2 separate regions of the Bactrocera dorsalis genome follow, and region 1 is linked to region 2. The links are chromatin contacts, called in public Hi-C maps. All regions are on one chromosome and are shown on one strand. The core of a region is the stretch at or near the end of the contact, and the rest is flanking DNA. Distances in the headings are between cores, read along the strand shown. Region 1 overlaps LOC105225921 (glypican-6). Region 2 overlaps LOC105225921 (glypican-6).

Evidence for each region. Hi-C and Micro-C count contacts between places; a contact is called where the count stands out from the background.
Region 1: a contact with region 2 is called in a Hi-C map of whole body, with 3 times the contacts expected there. The contact joins two enhancer-like sites.

What each region holds. Positions count from the first base shown.
Region 1 is chr5:66,957,528-66,962,669 of ASM2337382v1, forward strand. It overlaps LOC105225921 (glypican-6), which reads left to right. Exons shown (of 8, transcript XM_049456882.1): 4 at 4,304-4,460; 5 at 4,562-4,828. Among protein-coding and RNA genes, the nearest start is that of LOC125778589, 17 kb to the right of the region's middle. Within about 2 kb of position 2,259, the one cell type or tissue checked has open chromatin away from gene starts, as enhancers often do.
Region 2 is chr5:66,850,292-66,855,486 of ASM2337382v1, forward strand. The region is part of intron 1 of LOC105225921 (glypican-6); the gene reads left to right. Among protein-coding and RNA genes, the nearest start is that of LOC105225921, 15 kb to the left of the region's middle. Within about 2 kb of position 2,235, the one cell type or tissue checked has open chromatin away from gene starts, as enhancers often do.

The DNA.
Region 1 (5,142 bases), core at 1,009-3,508, 110 kb after region 2:
GGAAGTCTTCATGCTTTTTCAATATTGATTATCGATTCTAAATAAGCTTTGAGATTAAACTTCCGCGGACAGCTTTCAGAGCTTTCAGTTAAATTAAGTTTTTAGGTTATGACTGCTGCTTATTTTAAACGAAATATGATTTTAAACCAATTTTTTAATTAGTTCACATTTATATGAGTTTAAAACCAAGCAAGCCACTGACCTTCCCAAAGAAATTAAAATTCAATGTGGTTAAAGAAATTAGAGAATAAAACAAAGTGTGTTCAACAGCCAAGAAATAACAAGACTTTCAGCTAAGGGACATAGCAAACACGTGACCACAAAGAAACTGATACGAATTCTGCATATTTTACTGTCCACAGCACGTTTTAGACAAAAGCGTTGCCACGCACCAAAAAATCGCAGCATTGGCTTAAATTTCTGAAACTCACACACACACACACATACATACCCACTTATATTAAAGTCTGCGTTCATTCACTGCTGCTTGCTGACTTTGAGCAACGAAGGTGTGTAGGGAAACAGTGATGACCAAGCTTGTCACCGAAAGTCAAGTACCATGACAAACAGCTTAAATTACCGCTTTGATTAGCAAACGGAGCATTTATGAGTTATGTGGCTTTGTAAACTAATGCACATACACATGTATATGTATATACATATACATATGTACATAGTCATATTCAGCAGCCACCATGAGCTTGTATTTCTTCAAGCAAAATACCAAAAAAAAAGCAGTGAAAGAGTAAACGAGCATGGAAGGGTCAAGTTCTTGCGGAAACAGCGCTTGTTAACACATACTTACATTTCCATGTAAAAGCAACGGTCAGCGTGTGGTAGACAGCAAGGGCGGTCGAACCGCAACAGCTCGTGTTACCCACGCGTGCATTTCGGTTTACCAAAGCGTTTAAAATATTGCAAACAAAGCAAATAAGTACTTTTTTTCGCAGGCTATGAAGGAAATAACGGGAAATAGTGTGTGAAAATAATAAAGCAAAAACAAAAACAAAAACAAAAGCAAGAAAACAAGCGTTAGCTTATATAACATCCTTTACAAGGAAAAATTTTGATTTTGAACGTACAGTTTGTATGGCAGCTATGTGATATAGTCAGCCGATTTAAACGATTTCTTCACATATTATAGAGATGCTTTCATTAATAAGTTATGCAAAATTTCGTGAAGATATATTGTCAAACAAAATAGTTTTCCATATAAGAACTTGATTTTTAATGGTCAGTTTGTATGGCAGCTATAGGCTATAGGGGTCCGATCTGAACAATTTCTTCAGATATTATAACACTGTATTTGCAAATAATCGGTGCCAAATTTCGTGAAGATATATACTCATATAAAAAAGTTTTCCATACAAAAACTAAATTTTTATTGGTCAGTTTATATGGCAGCTATATGATATAGTTGGCGGATCAGAGAAATTTCTTCAGATAATAAAGCGCTGCTTTTAGTAATAAATCATGCGAAATTTCGTGAAGATATCTCGTTAAATAAGAGAGTCTTCCATACAAGAACTAAATTTTTAATGGTCAGTTTGTATGGCAGCTATATGTTATAGTTGACCAATCTAAAATATATTTTCAAGTATTATAGCTTTGCTATTACTTATAAGCCGCACCAAATTTCGTGACGATATCTCGTCAAATAAAACAAGTTTCTACACAAGAACTTGATTTTTATTGGTCAGTTTATATGACAGCTATATGCTATAGTGATCCGATATCAACAATTCCGACATATGAACATTTCCTTATGGAAAAAAGAACGTGTACATAATTTCAGATTGATATCTCAAAAACTGTGGAAGTAATTGACAGATATTGACTTCGTCTGTCTACAGACCCTGTTCAGGTTATAATAAATGTGCCACATTTGTATATAAAAATGTTTGCATTTATGAATGAATTCATATACATAGATATGTATCCGTTCAACTCCTTGAATTTCACCACTCTATCAGCCATCCAAAAGTCCACTAGCAGTGAAAGATGTAGAAAAGCAGCGGCAAAATAGCCAAAAGTCATTTACAACGAATTTGTTAAAAGGCGCGTTGACACGTCGGCTCATAGAAACACAACCAGATGCATGCAATAACACACAATTGTTTACACTATCATATAGGCAAGCTCTTTTAGTTGCAAATATACACATAGATACATACAAACACAAAGTGTAGCCAAGCACACCTCATTCATAAGCAAATAAAAGCGAAAAATGGCCGGAAGCGCGGTGACTGGGCCAACAAGCCGCGTTCAAATGATCTTAAGCACACAGCGTAGGCAAGCGCACACACACAACTACATATGCAGTGAACACTGCTATAAAAACCGCCTGTATTGTCCCAACACAGCTCTCCTCCTCCCACTCTCTCTCTCTGTGTCGGTCTCTAAATACTCGCAACAAAGTTTTATAGCTTTGGGGGCGGCGTTGTAAATATGCGAACTGCAACAGTAATAAAATCAACAAAAACAACAACAATCAAGTACAGTGCAGCCCTACAAGTGCCGCAAACATTTTGCACGCACACACACACACCCACAAACAGGCATACATAGTTAGCATCTTGCACTTTTTCACACCTTAATATACATACTGACAAGCAAAAATACATACTCTTAAGCATACATACAGCGTGTCTAACTTACACTAGCCTCAGCAACTCTCTGCATCTTTATTTACTTTTTGTTTTCACTTAAAGCTCCAACAATCAACGCTTTATTGCGCTCGCTTTTGATTTAAAATTCATCTTTTGTTTACTTTACATTAATTTTATTGTTGTTTTTGCTTTTCGGAAGGGTTAAGTGCAAGCGTGAAGCACGTATCTTTGCTTTTTTTTATTGCTGCTTTCGCTCTTCCTTTGTTATCCTTGAACTAAAGGGCATCCTGCTGGGATCTAAAGTGTTTGACGACGCGGTGAATAAGCATAGATTTAAAATTTAAAGAAATGTTGAAAAAATCTTCGAGTAAAAGACTCTGGATGACCAAGAAAGCACTATAGGTTCGGTTTTAGCAAGCTCAATTTCGCTCATAACCTAAAATATGGAAAATGTGATATTCAAAACATAATATTATAAGTGAAAACAGCTTGGGAAAAACTCTGGAAGCCTAAGCAACAACTATAGGTCCGGTTTCAGCAAGCTCAAATACCTTCATAACCTAAAATATGGAAAACGTGATACCCAAATTGTAATTTTTTGAATAAAAATATCTCGTGAAAGAATCTGGATGCCTAAGAAACGACTATAAACACGACTTTAGGCAACTCGATTACTCACATAACCTAAAATATTTAAAAATTGTTATTCAGAAAGTTAATTTTCAGGTGAAATCATCTTGTAAAAGACGTTTCGCTTAAAATATGGAAAAAGTGGTGTCCAGCAAATAGTATTGATTAAGCTTCATAGCAGCAGTGTTTCTTATAGCTAGAAGACTCTTTGAATAACCATCAAATTTATATTTTAACATTTCTGAACAGAACTCATATCATAAAGAACTCTCGATGCCTAAGAAAGCCTATAAGGTCAGGTTTCGCAAGCTCCAATTATGATATTTAGAAAGTGTTCTAGACGAAGGCTCATAAAAAAAGAGTTCCTTGTGGCTAGAACACTCTTTGAAATCATCTTATAAAAGACGCTGGACGCCGAAAAAACAATCATAAGTCCAGTCTTAGCAAATTTGAATACTCTCCACTTCCCACGACACTCGAGTATACGAAACCGAAAAGAACACGGATATCTCATAAGAACTCTCGACTATAAGTTCAGATTTAGCGAGCTCCAACTATGTATGAGCTTTAGATTTAAAAATTTTGGGGGTGAAATTAGTCTATAAAAGACTCAGGACTCTGGATCCAACAAACAACTATAGGTCCGGTTTTAGCAAACTCGCATACACACATCACTTTCATTCCCACAAAAGTCGGGTCTAGGTAAACGGAACGGACACGGATTTTGATCCGTCCAAGAACTGACAAATGAGCAGAATTCTGTCGCTACAACAACACAAAAGTGGTATTGCGAAAATAATCTGGACGAAGGCGCTGAATTGCGACACTTAAAAATATTTTTGGGTTTTACCAGCGGATCCAGAAAATACATACATGTTTTAGAAAGATGTTTTGGACCCGAATATGTTTCAAATCCTACGAAAATTGTTTTTGTCGAGCTTTTCCTAGACTACTTCGATGGATTCTTCTTCTTCTTATTATTATTATTATTAATATTATTATTATTATTATTTTTACTGTTATTATTATTATTATTATTATTAAAAATAATTTTTTTTTCTCAGATTCCTAAAATGCGTCAGCGAACACATGAAAGAACTGAAACCGTTCGGCGATGTGCCCGACAAATTGGCTGTACAAATCAAACGTTCCTTTGTGGCGACGCGCACCTACTGGCAGGCGCTGCACACAGCCGCCGAAGTGTCGAAGAAGATGATGAATGTGAGTTGCAACAAAAACAATAAAAATAATAATTTGTAATGCTCTATAAAAAAAAAAATTAAATAAAAAAAAAATAATCAAATTTTTCTACCTCTCCATAGGTACGTCTAAACGCCGACTGCACGGCCGCGCTCACGAAAATGCAACACTGCGGCGCCTGCAAGGGCTATGCGGAAAAACCGTGCACAAATTACTGCGTCAATGTGATCAAGGGTTGTCTGCACTTTGTGCACGAATTCGACACGGAGTGGGAGAATTTCGCCGTCGCCATGGACAAGGTTGCCGAACGCTTGCTGGGCTCATTCAATATTGTAATGGTTGTCGAGCCGATTAATATCAAAATCTCCGAAGCGATTATGAATTTTCAGGTGAGTTGAATGAACTGCGCGATAAAAGTATGACTGAAAGCAGTAGCGGGTTTCAGGGGGGAGGTGGAATGTCAAAAAACCTCACATAATCACAACCGAAGATTTTAATTTGAATTTAGAAGAATTTGTGAAGAGTATAAAAAATATGTTGGAAGCAGTCCCTTTCGAAAATCAATACTGGTGGCGTCACTGCTTCGAACAGAAATAATTTTCGATATTTCTATGAACATGTACATATATATAGGCACATACTCGTATATACCGTCACCTGAAATGCAAAACTCCGTATCATCAAAAAAATTCAAAATTGAGTA
Region 2 (5,195 bases), core at 985-3,484:
TGGACCCGCTAATTTGACGGGTTTAGACTGAGAGCGTGCATAATTCGGGCCATTTCGAGCCTAGGAGTCTGTCCTGGACGCGTAAATTTGACCGGTTTAGATTAAGAACGTACGTTCTAGTAGCGCAAGCTAAGAGTGGTCGATAGTCCAGTGTGGCTTCGCATTCTCTAGCCAGGACGTACAGATTTGACGGGTTTTAGACTGAGGGCGTAAAAAATTCGAGCCCCGGAAGCTAAGAGTCTGTCCTGAACGAATAAATTTGACGGGTTCGGACTGAGGGAGTACAAAATTCGAGCACCGGAAGCTAAGAGTCTGTCCTGAACGCAAAAATTTGACGGGTTCGGACTGAGGGAGTACAAAATTCGTGTCCAGGAAGCTGTCATAGGTCACCACGAGGTGTTCGTAGATATTTCTGACACACTTTGCGACAGGTTAAGATTGCAGCTCCTTAAAAAAAGTTGCTATGACCCTACAAAAGCCAGGTATTTTGTAAAAGTAACTTTCGCTCTCTCCTCATTTCTCTTTTCGGATAACTTTAATTAAGATAAATCGTTGAGCTTACCTACAATTTCAAATTAATAACCGAGTTATACTGCACCTTCACCTCCAAAGATTATCCAGCCAAAACAGCTTACACGGACCCCCTTCACAAATATTTCACACAAATGAACTCCTTAAGCTACTTTATTAGCCAGCCACTGAGACATGATTATCACAAAATAAGCACACGAAACACCTACTTCGCACACAACCGCTCAATCGCGATCGTCATAGTCTTCGTGCCAAGTCAGCGCAAGAGCACGAGAGCGCATACAAAACGACGCTCAGCATAATTCCGCCACTAGTGAGTTCATTAGGCTGCTATTCGCCATGATACCTGTTCTTAAGTCACCTTATCAACGTCATCTTTAACCGCAGCGGGGTCTGTGGCAAGCATTTAAGGCTACACAAGCATGTTGCAACATGTTTTGCTGCTCATTTTGGGTATCTCCCGGTCGCCACATGCACAACGATCACATGTTGCCACATGTGTTACCTGTTCGGTGCACCACTCTACTCATCATGTGCGCATTATTGCATTGCTAATCGCATTTAGCCAGCACACTGACTTGCAACATTTCAGCGCCTTTTGCTGTAATTGCAGGCTTTTAGCTCTTCATGCTCTCTGGCTGCGGTAGTCGCCTTTCACGTTTACATGCCACATTTTGCAGGTCTTAGTATGCTGCCTTAGTCTGCCTTGATTCTCACGCAACTCACTCTTTCCACTTTCAGCCACTCGGCGCTCTGTTGATTTCCCGTTTTATTGCCAAACTCTGTTGTTGCCGCGCCGTGTCGCAACCTTGACGCTGTTAGCTGCTTGCTACATTTGCTGGGCGCCTGTTAACTGGCCTCTGTTATTTGTGCTGCTGCCGATTGGTTGGACGTTGGCCAACAAAGTTTGCTGCTGTTCGGAATTCGTGTTGGGTCTGTGTCTGCAACACAGCAGAAACTGGCCTTGCCACGTCCAGCAAATCGTTGTAATTTTTTGTTGTAATTTTAATTGTATTTTTATTTGTTTTCGTATTTGTGTTTGATAGCACTTCGGTCTCTGTGTTGCACATGCTTTATCATTACTCGGCACAATCGTTCTTGTCGTTGCTTATCTGCGCTCTACACGGCTCATCCATTGTCGTCCACAAGTGTCCAGGTTTAGTTAGCGAAGAGGTCGCGCGCTCGGTCCGTCCTTTTTCATTTTGTTTGCACTTCATTTTCTCTCTTTAAACAATATTCTTGTTATTTCTAAATATTCATTTCGTGTTCTTTTGCTTGTCTCTACAGCAAACTAGTTTACCTGTCCGCATAGCATGTGCATCCGCATGGTTTACCTGTGGTCCGTTTCTTCGCGCACTCACCAACATACCATTCGTCACTTTGTTCGCCCGTACGTCCATCCGTCCGTCCGTCCGTTTGCTTTCTGTTTGTGTATGTGTTTGTGCGCGTTCAATCAAGATTCTTGCTTATCTCCCACCATTCAGCATGTATTGCTTTTCATGGCTAAACGTCCAGCCAGTCCAGTAACGTCGTCGTTCGCACATGGAAATGAGAAATTCTTGTACTTTTTCCTTAACTCATTCGCATCTTCATGGCATTCACAAAGCCAAGCGTCAAACGCTTAAACTTCCACAGTTAGCTCACGTTCCGTATGCATTTATGGCGTCCACACACACACACACCGAAACTCCGTCTGTCCGTTCGTATGCAGTTTGCTCTCTTTGCGTTCGGCCTGGCCTGTCTGCGCCGTCGGCATATCTTCCCATGTATCTACACAGCTGTGTAAGTGTATTTGGTGTTGTCTGCATTCCGACGCTACCTTGTCGTCCTACTACCTGTAGGTCGGGCTGCTATGTGTGTAGCCCTTTAATGCCTACTTCGGCGGATTTATGTTTGCCGTTGATATTAATCATGGTGTCATTGAAATCGTTTAAATTATTCAGGCACTCCACAACGCACACATAAACACACACACACACACCGGAACAGTCAGGCGTTGAAGCAAGCAACCCATGGGCCAGCCTGCCAGCGCGCCGTTGAGCCAGCAAGTCAGTTCGATCGAGTCGCGCACGGTCCGATAGCGTAGCTAGATTATGGTATTGGATTTGGTGCGATTGGTAGATACTTGCTATCTTAGCTGCATACTTACTCTTGTAGTGGTGAATGGCGTTCCAAGTTGCTAAACAAGTAGTCGTCCAATGAGAAAAAGTCGTGCGGTTGGTGAGTGAGTCATAAATATGGTATGAATGATTTAAGATTTAGTAAACTCTGACGCTTTTTATACACTCCACTGTGTTGTTGTTGTTAGGTGTTTGGTTTGAATGCGGTCTTGTGGTTTAATAATAGATTAAACGAACTATTTTGTTACGGTGTTCATTCATTTGTAGGTATTTTTATAGTTTAATTGTGGACTTAGCAGTAATTTATGAATAGCAAATTGAGTCTGATTGCCTTTGAAGTGTTTGACCCTACTTTTATTAGCTGATGGGAAGGTATTTGTAGGGAAGTGAAGTTTGTGAGAGCAGAAAAGTCGAAAAGAAGACGAACTGCGGACTGGATAAGATGAGCTGGAAGCTAAGATTGCTTAAGCTAAGTTCTGTAGAGCCATGCTGATTAAGTAGACGAGACTACCATTGGAAAGACCTTCGATCCATGCTAATTTAGCAGACGAGACTGCCATGGAAGTCGATGGTTTGTGTTCGAAAGTAAAAGACTATCCCTCCGACCTTTCTCGGACGTAGGAGTACAGGATTGAATCTAAACATCACCATGCAACATACAAGATGTCCCTGGATATCTCCGGGTGAAGATTTGCACATGCTCCTAGTTAGGGAACGTAATTATCTTCGCTCCTAGCAGACGATTGCAGGAATGATTTCTGCAGAAAACAAACCAACAGAAACTATCGCCTCCTAGACATATCAAGACGACTTTCTTTCATTACGTCGACGACATCGAACAGTACGCTGACCAAACTTCGGACGCAGCTATCTTTCGACATCCACTGACCGCCATTCATAATGGAGTCTTCAACACCTTCACCGAATGCTCCTCAGTTAGTGGCGTATTCGGAGTCGAACCACCACCCATTGTAGACGAAGAACTCGAGTTGCATTAAGAATCTAGTGAAATCTCTGTACAACTTCGTTCTCGACACATTAGTAGATTAAAGTCCTGACTATCCAGATGTGATCCCGAGGTACCAAATATACGTCTGGCATGCAATGGGTCTTCGCACTTAGACTCTTTCACCTCTTTGCAAGCCCAGCGAACCACACTCATCTAACACCCCTCTTCCTACGATCCGACTCTAACGAAACAGCACTTTTCCTGTTTAGATGACATCGGTGATAACCAAACCGTACTTTACCACCCAAGCAAATGTCTCTAGACTGCCTTGAACTCGACTAGCTATATTATATTTCCGGCAATCCGACTATCTTTGCATGCCTAGCGAACCCCATTCATCTACTCCCCATACGGTCCGAACCCGTCGAATCAGCACGTGTGCCTACCGTTAGATGACCTCGGTGATAATAAAGCGAAGACTGGACTACAATGCGATGAACTCGACTAGCTTAATGTTCAGTAGCAACAAGAGCTTCTTTATAATTGTTTGCTGTCTTGACTCAAAGACCTTTTACTGAAATATTTTTCGATCCAGGTTTTATATTATTATCTACATCTATCAGTATACCGTCTCACTTACTTTTCGTCCAACTTCTCTTACTAAAGTTCTGGCTGTCTTATCATGAGTATAGACTTTTTTATCGATTGCTTCCTTCCAGCCATTCATAATAAAAGTTGTCCTAGAAGACCTTTTCGCCAAACCTTAAGCGACGTCTTCACAAAACTCATTAATTCGAAGTTGCCACAATCAGCAAACTTGTGTATATTTCATTGCAACACAGTCCGTAACCAACTAGCGGGATGTGGGCAAAGTGTTCTCGTGAGTATTGCCGCGTTTGCCAATTTCAGTGTGACCCTCAGCTGAAATAACACACAATAATCCAAGCCCCGCGTCGCAGCTTCCTCGGTCCAACTGCAATTGGCCGCAACCAAAAATAATAAAGCGACACAATTATGGGCTGCGAATCCCATTGCGAATGGAATTTCATTGTACTGTAAACACAAAGAAAACGTTTTGCTGACGCCGCTGTCTTTCACACTTGCCACAAGAAGCACACGACGTTGCTGATGCTGGGAAACGGCATACAACGAAGTTGGGGCAAACAGTGAGTTGGTCAGAGAGCGCGACGTGTCGAGCTAACGCGGAGAGTTCGCTTGAGGTAAAACGACTTTGCCAAATGCTGTGTTGGAAAAAACTACTGAAGTACAATATGCGCTGCGTTGGGTGTGCGGCGAACGTAGGCATAAACTGTTTATGCCACCACAACGTGCCCCCACCTTAAATGCGCGCACTGCTTGAGCTGCCGCAACTTTAGCATTGGCGCTGGCGCACATGCTGTTGACGGCGTTGGCGTTGGTTGCAGTGGTGTTGCTGGCGGCCCATTAATCATTTTCTCGACGTTGCTTCTTTGTGCCAGCAGTAGAGTAACCAGCAGTAGAGTTAACTGCCTGGCCAACATTGCCGCTTGTCTGACCGCCTGTGCATATTTTGGTCTGCGTTGCGCCCTTGTGGCCACTGGTCGTGCCCTGCGCTG